Regions from separate parts of the Pan troglodytes genome. Here region 2 is linked to region 1. A link is a contact called in public Hi-C data. All regions are on one chromosome and are shown on one strand. Each heading gives the region's core, a stretch centred on a gene start, on an enhancer-like site or on the middle of the called end of the contact. The rest is flanking DNA. Distances are from core to core; before and after follow the strand shown.

Region 1 (5,124 bases), core at 1,023-3,522:
GAGGAAACTGGTCACAGATCTGCTATTAAAAAAAACAATACTGGCTGGGCTCGGTGGCTCACGCCTGTAATCCCAGCACTTTGGGAGGCCAAGGCGGGCAGATCATGAGGTCAGGAGTTCGAGACCAGCCTGGCCAACATAGTGAAACCCCGTCTCTACTAAAAATACAAAAAATTAGCCAGGCGTGGTGGCGGGCGCCTGTAATCCTAGCTACTCGAGAGGCTGAGGCAGGAGAATCGCTTGAACCAGAGAGGCAGAGGTTGCAGCGAGCGGAGATCGCACCACTGCACACCACCCCGGGTGACAGAGCGAGACTCCATCTCAAAAAAAAAAAAAAAAACCATAACCCAAGACATTAATGTTATTAATTAAAACACTGCCAGTATCTAAAGGCATCTTAATTGGCATTTTAAAATATATATTTTCCCAAGTTTAATTAAAGGCATTCTAACCTGGTATCAAAGACAAAAATCCAACAACACTGGTCAATGTGTATCAGGTAGGCACAATAAACTTAAAAGTTTATTATTTAAATTATTTGTGAAATTTTGGCCGGCCGCGGTGGCTTACGCCTGTAATCCCAGCACTTTAAGTGGCAGAGACGGATGGATCGTTTGAGCCCAAGAGTTTGAGACCGGCCTGGGCAACAAGACGAAACCCACTCTCTACAAGAAATACAAAAATTAGCTGGACTTGGTGGCGGGTGCCTGTAATCCCAGCTACTCGGGAAGCTGAGGCAGGAGAATAATTTGAACCGGGGAGGCGGAAGTTGCAGTGAGCAGAGCGAGACTCCGTCTCAAAAAAAAAAAATTGTTTAGTTGTATTGTAACAGGATTTTTGCTTAATTTTATTTGAATAGTAACTATTTGCCTTAGAACAATTTATTATAGATCGATTTCCAGCATAGGCTTATACATAAATGTTTGTTTTTGTCCTAAATCTTAAACATGTATGAAGATCAGTTTCCAAATAAGAGAAAATCTAACGCTGTTGTCAATGGCTTGTTAAACATTTCAAAATGGCATACCATATCTACATATATCAAGTTATTCCGTACAGAGGACTTATGGATCATAACAGTCCCCTTCCCATCCCAACTTCTTATTGAAAAAAACACCCAGGTAGATTTACAGAGCACTCAAGGGGACACATTTTCTAATAGCCACAGTGGGAGACAAATGTAATAATTCTTGTCCAATAAGTTGCCTTGTGAGGTCATTCTAAGTTCTACGTGCCCTAAAACCATGTACTTACTGAAAAGCCTGACAAACTGTTATGAAACTGTGCAACTGTCAGAAGAAAAGTTATTCCACCTTAGAATGTGCTCTTGTATTTAAGACCCTTTTCAAGAAATGAGTATACAAACTGCACACTGACAAATTCAACTAATCAAAGACTCCACAGTGGAGCATCAAAGAAGGCAGGATGCTTTGTTCAGTCTTGAACGTGTTAACATAAGGTTTATTATGTGTTACAGAAAACCTTTCTGGAGGTTAAGAAAATCCATCAGCTATTCTAGATTTGTTAACAAGAAACAAAATTTTCAAAAATTATCGTTAAAAGGGATGTGTCTATAGGGAAAGACTGGTGTTCAAATTCTGAAGCAAATGCCCTGAGGCTCACAGATTTATTATAGCGAATCAGACAGGCGACAGTACAGGAGAAAAGTAGTGCATGTGTAGTGAGATGGACAACATTTGGGACCTCTCCCTGTCGAAGAGTCGTGACAGCAAAATCACTTCCTGAGGAAGGAGGAGCAAAAGGGAAGTTAAGAGGCCATCCTGACCAGGAAGTGACTCGCCCTAAACTAACCCCAATTATATCTACAAATGGGGGGATGGGGTGAGCCCCAACTGCTAAAGGCGGTAAAATAACTGCTTTTTGATATGTCGCAACATAACCACCACCCTCTCGCAAAATTACAGAAAAAAGTCCACAGTCACGATCCAATAAAGGAAACGTCTGTTCCCTTGCAGGGAGGCCCCTGGGCTGTGCCTCTCAGGCCTGAGAGAAAAGGAGAGTCGAGGAACGAGGAACTGGGGCCACCGTGAGGCAGAGGAAAGCCCCGTAAGAGGGAAGCGTCCCGACTGCGGAGAGCGTATGTCAGCATGGACCAAGAAGCTTCTTTTTCCTGGGGACACTGCTAGGCTCCCAACGCAGCCGGGCCGGGCCCCAGTTCCCTGTCGGGGGAGGAGGTAAGAGAGAGAGGCGGACCCCTTACCTTCTCCTCATCCGACACACGATCATCGAAGTCGGCCATCTTGGGCTGTTCTGGCCCAGCCCGGCTACGGGCGCGAGGCAGGCCGGGAAGAAAGCCGAGTGATGGAATCACCGCGGCGGCCGTCGGAAGGACCCGCCCGGAAACGCCAACGAAGAGGGCCCCATGTCAGTTATGCGCGGGAGTGACGTCTCCTAACGCCAGCGCCCGCGCCCGCGCCCCAGGAAGTAGGGTTTGCCTTAGGTGATTTGAAGTCTAATATCTTTCCCAATGAGTTACACTCATTTCCCATCCATCTAATGGGCGCTGGCAGCGTGTTTCGATTATTCTTGGCTTCTGGCCTCCATCCGACCAAATAGCTGTTGCTACTCCTACAAGTTTTTCTGGTGTCCGTTATCTCCACGACAGCCGAATCCAAAGCTCTAAGAGCTGCTCGGCAGCTGGAACGATCGGTGGCTTTTCCAACCCCGGGGGGGGGGGTGTGAAAGGTGACTCTCATTTCGTTTGGAAGCGGTAACACTTCACTTCGGGGTCACATCTCAGTCCAGTTCCTCCAGAACAGGCGCTGCTGTCCGCCCCTTCCCTGCCCCACGAAAGAATAGGTAGCCCCAATCTTGAGACACGCTCCTCCACCTTCGAAATCTTCTCGGTCCCGGTTCCCCAGGACTCAGCCTTCACAGAGGCCAACTTCAGGTCCGCCACTATCCCAGGATTCCCGACTCCCGGTTTCCTGTCCTTCTCCCCTCCCAGCTCCTGGCGCCTGCGATAGCGGCAAGATGGCGGACCGTGGCGGCGTGGGTGAAGCCGCAGCTGTTGGAGCGTCTCCTGCATCTGTCCCTGGCCTAAACCCGACGCTAGGCTGGAGGAAGCGACTGCGGGCCGGGCTGGCGGGGACTGGGGCCTCGTTGTGGTTCGTGGCGGGGCTGGGGCTGCTTTACGCTCTGAGGATCCCTTTGAGGCTGTGTGAGAATTTGGCAGCGGGTGAGAGGACCAGACCTCCTGGGGCAGGGCGGGGGGCGAGGAGAGATGTCGGGGGCAAGAGCCAAAGGGCAAGAGATTCTCGGTAGTCCTAGAGGGCCTCTGAGGAGTCGATGATGAGCGATCAAGTGAGTTCTTTTTCTTTTGGGCTGCAACCTTGCAGTTGATTGACAAGCCTGCTGCCGTTACCGGCTCCTCCGTAGAACTCTTAAGGTCCGCCCTCTCTCTTATGTCCTCGTTTTTCCGTGGAAAAGCCACCTGACAAGGTATAAGCTTCAGGTATTAGGACAGAAGAGTGTCTCAGATGAGGATACGTAATTTATATTGGCTCCCCCACCTCTGGTAGGATCCCTTAAAAGTCACTACTTTGAGTCTCCCGCTGCCCAGCTGAAAGAACTCATATCCAGGCAACAAAGATGAGCACATCTGTAATTTAAAGATTTCAGAGAAAGAAAATGGCATGATTTCAATTGACGATTCTCTTGTTTTAAAATAGTTCTGTTAAGAAATCGTTTTCGTGATAGTTTTGTCTGTTCTTTTAGGCTTATCTTGAGTAATAAAATAGTACAGGAAGTGAGAGCGCCACAAACAACAGTGGGTTTGCTAGTTCTTTCGACGTCTGTAGAACACTTGCTACGTAGTCTGTGCTGACAATACGAACACATGTAAGAAGTGATGATCCTGATGGATTCTCATATACTGTACTGTTCTTTAGCTGTAGACAGGATGAAGTGTTTAGGGCCCAGGTCCCCTTACCATGTGATTATATTTCACTCAAGATCTGAGCAGCAACCTCAGAACAAGATATAAGTATTTCTGTTACATGATTCAGTATGGTGGTTGATTTTTCTGTAGCAAAAGGCAGCAAATGTCCCCTTTCCTGTTCAGAGATGACATGAAAGACTGTGAGTTAATGTTCGGAAATATTTTGGTTTTTTTGGAGGATAGGTATCAAGTTCAAATATAACTAGCACTCTAAGCTAAACTGAAGAGCTAATTTGGCATCTCTGTATCAGGTGAATGAAGTGCTTAACGGTGGTTTCTATGCACAGTGTTACTGATTGACTTGTCATTTATTTTTCTACGTTAACCATATGCAACATTTAGATGAGAATAGTTGATTACTATAGATTTTTCTTTTTTACGTTTCTTTTGTGTGTGTGTGTGTGTGAGAGAGAGAAAGACAGACAGAGTCTCCCTTTGTCACCCAGGCTGAAGTGTAGTGGCAAGATCACTGCAGCCTTGAACTCTTCTGCTCAAGCGATCCTCTGGCCTCAGCCTCCCAAGTAGCTGGGACTACAGGCGTGCACCACCATGACTGGCTGAGTTTTAAATTTTGCGTAGAGACTGGGTCTATTTTATTTGCCCAGGCTGGTCTTGAACTTCTGGCTACCAGTGATCCTCCTGCCTTGGCCTCCCAAAACTCTGAGATTATGGGAGTGAGCCATCCTACCTGGCCAGATTTTTATTTTCTTTCTAAAACCCACAGTACTTATGAGATAATTATTTGAAGTGAAAAATCTGCTCCAGGATTTCAGTAACTCAGGGAGATTTCTGTTTGTTGCTTTTCTCTTTGAGCCATTTTGCCTCTCTAGCTGATATACCAAATACATATGCTGTTTCCTTCCCTCTAATTTGAGACAGTGGTTTTGTATCCTACCAAAATAAATATGGAGTAGTTTTGAACCTCCTTTGTAAAAGCATATTTGTTTATCTTTTTATTCTTACAGACTTGCAAAAGTTCTTATCTAAATTATGACTTATAAGTGCTTTAGTTTTATTCTCAAAAGCAAGCTGAATTACCTCATTTTGATTTGTTGCAAATAGTGATAAGCCATTATGTATAATATATATACAAATTAAAACTTTTTCAAGTGAATTTCACACTAGATATTAATACTACTTAAGTCCCACCACTCATAAAGATA
Region 2 (5,081 bases), core at 549-3,048, 220 kb after region 1:
CTTTTCATCCTCTAAATTTTGATAGATGATCGTAAAACCAATCAAAATATACATGAATGTTTCCTGGGGGCGGGGAGGACACTATAAAAAAGGGGTTAGAGAGTTACCAAAGGACACAGGACTAGATTAATCATAAACCTAGATGACTGACCCTGAATTTTCTTCAAACACTTCCTGTCTTTTGTTTCAACCTGCAGTATACCTTCAAGGTTAACTGCAGTCTCCCTGAGCAATGGACCAGCCCACCCTAGACTGGGATATACTCATTCCGAATCCACTGCTACTTATTTACTTATGTATACTGTTTCATTTGAAAACATGGTGTTATTCATTGACTGTCAAGCAACAAATACTGCATTCCTGCCCACACAAAGCCAACTCTGCAGATATCCAACACACCCACCTCACTGTGAAATATAAGATGGCTTTTCATCAAGTTCTCAGGGAGGAAATAGGGTGGAAAAGGAAAAATGAAACGCAATTCAAACCTAAGAAACCCTTAGAGGCTGGGTTCTCCCAGAAGGAACAGAAAGTAGAAGGAAGGTACAAAGGGTGAAGGAGAGGAGGTCCTAGTTCTCCCTCTTTCACAGTCCAAAGAAGTCCCAAAACAGGAGAGCTCTCGACTCCTCACAAGAGGCCAGAGGATGCGAGGGGCTGCGGGAGGAAGACTGAGCATCAGAGAATGGGGGATGGGAAGAACTTAAGTGGGAGAAGCCGCTTCCTCCGTAAAGCTGGCTGTCTAGGTCGGTCTTTGATTTTTGCTTCGCCCCATCCCTCCTTTTTGGGAAACACCAATTTTATCTTACGGAGGAAAGCAGCTCCAGTCCCACCCTGGCGAGCAGGGACAGGTGTAGGGAGGGATGTCTGGCCTTCCGGGGGTACAAAATGGGGTTGGGGGCGGCAGCCTAGAGAATCGGTACCTGTGAGTCCTCTCCGCCAAGGCTGAGGTGCGGGGTGGGAGGCGCCTTTGAATGAGGGGTGTCAGAGGGAAGCCCCTTCTGAGGAGCTGGGAATCGACGAGGGACAAAAAGTAGCTGTGAGGACCCTCGAAGGATGAGGAGCCGCCTCCTCGGGGAATACCGGGAGGTGGAGGAGACGGCCCCGCCCCCTCAGGGGATGGGCCCAGAGGCCGTTGAGACGGCGGCGGGAGGCTACCGGTGCCCCTATCCTTGCTTTGCTCTTGAGAACCCGGCCTCCCAGCCATCACCAAGCCCCAGGGATAGTTGCTCCTACCTTTCCACGACGCTCCGGGCTCCGCTCCCCTCCGCCTCCACTCCCCATCCACAGCGGCTGAGGCTCCGCCCCCTCAGCCGCCCGGCGGGGGCATTGGCATTCACCAGCGCCAATCGCCTCCTTGCTTCTCCAGCCTCGGCCCCAATCCGCGCCGGCTGGAGGCGGGGCTTCTCCAAAGTCATTCAGGCTCCTCCCGGGGCCCCAAGATCCCTTTTGTTTGGGAAGAGCAAGGCCGGGATTGAGCTCGCGTCACTTCCGGGAGGAAGCGCCCTCCTGGGTCCTGGGCTTCAGGATGGGCTCGCGCCCCTCCCGGCTCGGGGTCTGCAACTTTCCACCTCTGCGTGGTTTCTGGGCAGGACCGTGACTAGTGCTTCGTGCTTTTACCTGACTGTACGGGGAGTTTAGGAATGGAGGGCTCTGGTGGCCTAATCGATTGGGATTTTATCCAGAATGTTAATAAATGAAGTGGGCTTTGGTGTCTGCATTAGAATGAATTCGTTGTTGAAAAACCTGGCTTCCTTGCTCCCTTTTTTTTCTTTTTTCTGGAAGCGCCTGTGGGCGTGGTGCTGGAAGCAAGGGTGCAAAGATGAAACACCTGGAGATCATCCTTCTCTCAACCACATTTTGTACAGAAGAGGATACTAACTTTGGGGGACATAAACCCAGCCGACCTGCCTTCCAGGCGGAAGTCAAATAATTGCAAATTTGTGTGGCAGGTTTTTCCACCCTATGCTTGCCAGCTGAGGCGACTGTTTTCTGTCCTTGGCCTCATTATATTGTGGGGAATGGTGTTTGCAGTGAAGTTGAAACAATGGAGAGTACAGAGGATGCAAGGAATGTCTGCCTTGTGAACACAGGAATGCAGATCTTGGTGGCAGCAAGTCTTAGGCAGGACCAAATAACTCAGAGAGGGGAGTGGATGTATAACTAGTTGTATCCCTACCTAAGGTCAAAGTTTCTGAATTCCTTTTCCACAGAATGGCTGTCAGCTCACAGATTGATTCAGCTGGTTACATTTACAATAACCACATTATTTTAAATACAATATAATAAATATTTGAGACGAATATTCATAATGCATAAATAATGTAGTACACTTAATACATTATCCCTAAACTTAGCAATTATAATTCGCAAGACAGCATTAGGGACCTAGTGCTTGCCTAGGCAGACAGTCCCCAAGGCAGATGCAGCCTGCCTCATGCAGTTTACAGTCTGACTGAGGGATGTGATCAGTTTGTGCGATTATAGTCTGAAAGAAGTAAACAAGTATTTATCATGTTATCACTGTGCCATGTACTTTCATTTAATGGTATTTGATGTCATTTTCAGTGCTGTATGAGAAATCTATCCTACAGTGTAGGATAGACATCATTGTGTCCAATTTACAGATGAGAAGATAGAGATTCAGAGAAGTCAAATAAAGTCATAGAGCTAGTAAATGGTAAAGAATTTCCAGTAAGGATGTATGACTCCATACTTATGCCATATTCTGCTCACTTCACACTGGCTCTCACATGCTGGACTAAGAATGGGCGTGGATGATGGTAAAGCAAACATTAGAGCCAGAAGGACAGCTCTATGCCTCCCCTTGTTGATTTTAGGCTTGGGAGGGTCATCTCTGTATATGAAGGATAGCAAGACTATGAGTGAAGGTGCTCAATAGCAGTGTAAGTGAATCTGGAGTAATGATGCAGGGTATACTGAACTTCAGAAAGGCATTATGCCTTGTGTTCTGAAAACTGACAATCTGAAAGCTAAGATGAAGGGCCAGGCACAGAGTAGGTACTCAATAAATACTGACTTGAAACAAAATGTCTGAAATGATTACAAATACAGAGTGTTAGGTGCTGGAGCAGGCAAAGGAACTTGAAAAATCCCATTTCCTCCTCCTCCCTTTCGCTCTGCCTATGGGTATGCAATGAGGAAGTGCCTCATCGCCTGACAATGAAGCAGATGTGGGAGAACAAGCTATTTTCTGCTGGCTTCTGAGTCACTCTAAGAGTTGTTCTAGTGAATCAGCTCCTCCCTTGTTTTTCTTTTCTTTTCTTTTTTTTTTTAATCGAGATGGAGTCTTGCTCTGTCTCCCAGACTGGAGTGCAATGGCGCAATCTCTCACTACAACCTCCGCCTTCTGGGTTCAAGCGATTCTCCTGCCTCAGCTTCCCGAGTAGCTGGGATTATAGGCGCCTGTCACTGTGCCCAGCTAATTTTTATATTTTTAGTAGAGATGGGGTTTTGCCATGTTGGCCAGGCTGGTCTCAAACTCCTGACCTCAGGTGATCCACCCGCTGGCCTCCCAAAGTGGCTGGGATGACAGGCGTAAACCACCATGCCCGGCAGGTCCTCCTTTCTTTCCCTCATTCCCTTTGTAGCTGTTAACCCACCACCACCCATTCTTTTCCCTGGCTGACTGGGTGGGAGCAGTGCTCTGTGACCTACTTCCTTTAGAGCAATGGGCAACTCCCCTGATTTCCTGGCTTCCCTTCTGCGTATTCCTAAATGAGTGTAGAAGGACTCCGCAAAAATGAGAACATCCCTGCCTTGTAGGATTCAGAGTCTTGAAGGTGTTCAGATTGCTTTCCTTTTAATTTTTCACCCCTAGAAGTAGGGAACAGGCAGGGCTTGTGAACCTCGTGTATCTTTCAGATTGTAGCAGTGAGACAGTTATGGAGGTCTGTGATTCTTCAATACATAAACCTTGTAAATAAATTTAGAGTCTGGTGCATAGGTGTACGCAGAGGTAAAAAATGGTTCATAACAATATCTTAGATTTGTATAACAAAATATAACATTTTAATGTCTATCATTTTATCAACTGGACAGTAAAATATTTATTAAATGCCTATTGTGTCAGGCAACAACTTAAAGTGCTTAAAAATTATAGATTGTGTCAATTTTTTTCCAAATAAGTAAATTTCCATAAATGTTTATTGCTGGTTTGGGGAGGCAGCAATGGAGTAAAAGAGGTCTAGGCTAGAGGTTAAAAAATCTGGAGTCTAGTTCTCATTCTGTCATCAACTATAGTAGTTTCTATCTGGGCGGCTTAAAACAACAGAAATGTGTTCTGTCTCAGTTCTTGAGGCTAGAAGTACAAAATCAGGGTGTTGGACGAGTGCAGTGGCTCACTCCTGTAATCCTAGCACTTTGGGAGGCTGAGGTGGGTGGATCACCTGAGGTCAGGAGTTCTAGACCAGCCTGGCCAACATGGTGAAACCCCGTCTCTACTAACAATACAAAAATTAGCTGGGCATGGTGGCGGGTGCCTGTAATCCCAGCTACTCGGAAGACTGAGGCAGGAGAATCGCTTGAACCCAGGAGGTGGAGGTTGCAGTGAGCCGAGATCGTGCCACTGCACTCCACCCTGGGCAACAAAGAGCGAAACTCTGTCTCAAAAAAACAAACAAACAAACAAAATCAGGGTGTTGACAAGGTTGGCTCCTTCTGGGGGCTCTGAGAGATGCTCCATCCCATGCCTCTCTCCCCTGGCTTCTGGTGGTTCCCAGTGATCATTGGCGTGTAACTACATCATCCCAATACCTGCCTCCGTCTTCACATGGCCTTCTTCTCTCTATGTCTCAGCGTCTCTGTATGTCCTCTCCTCTTCTTATAAAGGCCCCACTCATGTTGTACTTAGAGCCTACTCTATTCCACCATGACCTCATCTGAACTCATGACATCTGCAAAGACCCTATTTCTAAATAAATTCACAGTCTGAGATGGGTGCACATGAATTTTGGGGGGACATCATTCGACCCGATACACAAACCTACTTGGCAAAGTAAACTGCTCACTTAACTCCATTTAAGTTCATTGATAAAAGGCATGAAAGTAGTGGAATAATTCCT

Evidence for each region. Hi-C and Micro-C count contacts between places; a contact is called where the count stands out from the background.
Region 2: a contact with region 1 is called in a Hi-C map of stem cell-derived neural progenitor cells, with 12 times the contacts expected there. The contact joins the promoter of CTTNBP2NL here to the promoter of CAPZA1 in region 1. A contact is called at or near these places in 2 of 7 Hi-C or Micro-C datasets (a lymphoblastoid cell line and stem cell-derived neural progenitor cells), 1 of 1 datasets of contacts at active chromatin or transcription factors (stem cell-derived excitatory neurons) and 1 of 1 other capture datasets (stem cell-derived neural stem cells).

What each region holds. Positions count from the first base shown.
Region 1 is chr1:118,571,925-118,577,048 of NHGRI_mPanTro3-v2.0_pri, forward strand. CAPZA1 (capping actin protein of muscle Z-line subunit alpha 1) reads right to left here and starts at 2,273. Exons shown (of 10, transcript NM_001280282.1): 1 at 2,222-2,273. The coding sequence starts at 2,260. ST7L (suppression of tumorigenicity 7 like) reads left to right here and starts at 2,296. Exons shown (of 15, transcript XM_063798255.1): 1 at 2,296-2,461.
Region 2 is chr1:118,797,133-118,802,213 of NHGRI_mPanTro3-v2.0_pri, forward strand. CTTNBP2NL (CTTNBP2 N-terminal like) reads right to left here and starts at 1,799. Exons shown (of 6, transcript XM_513635.6): 1 at 1,234-1,799.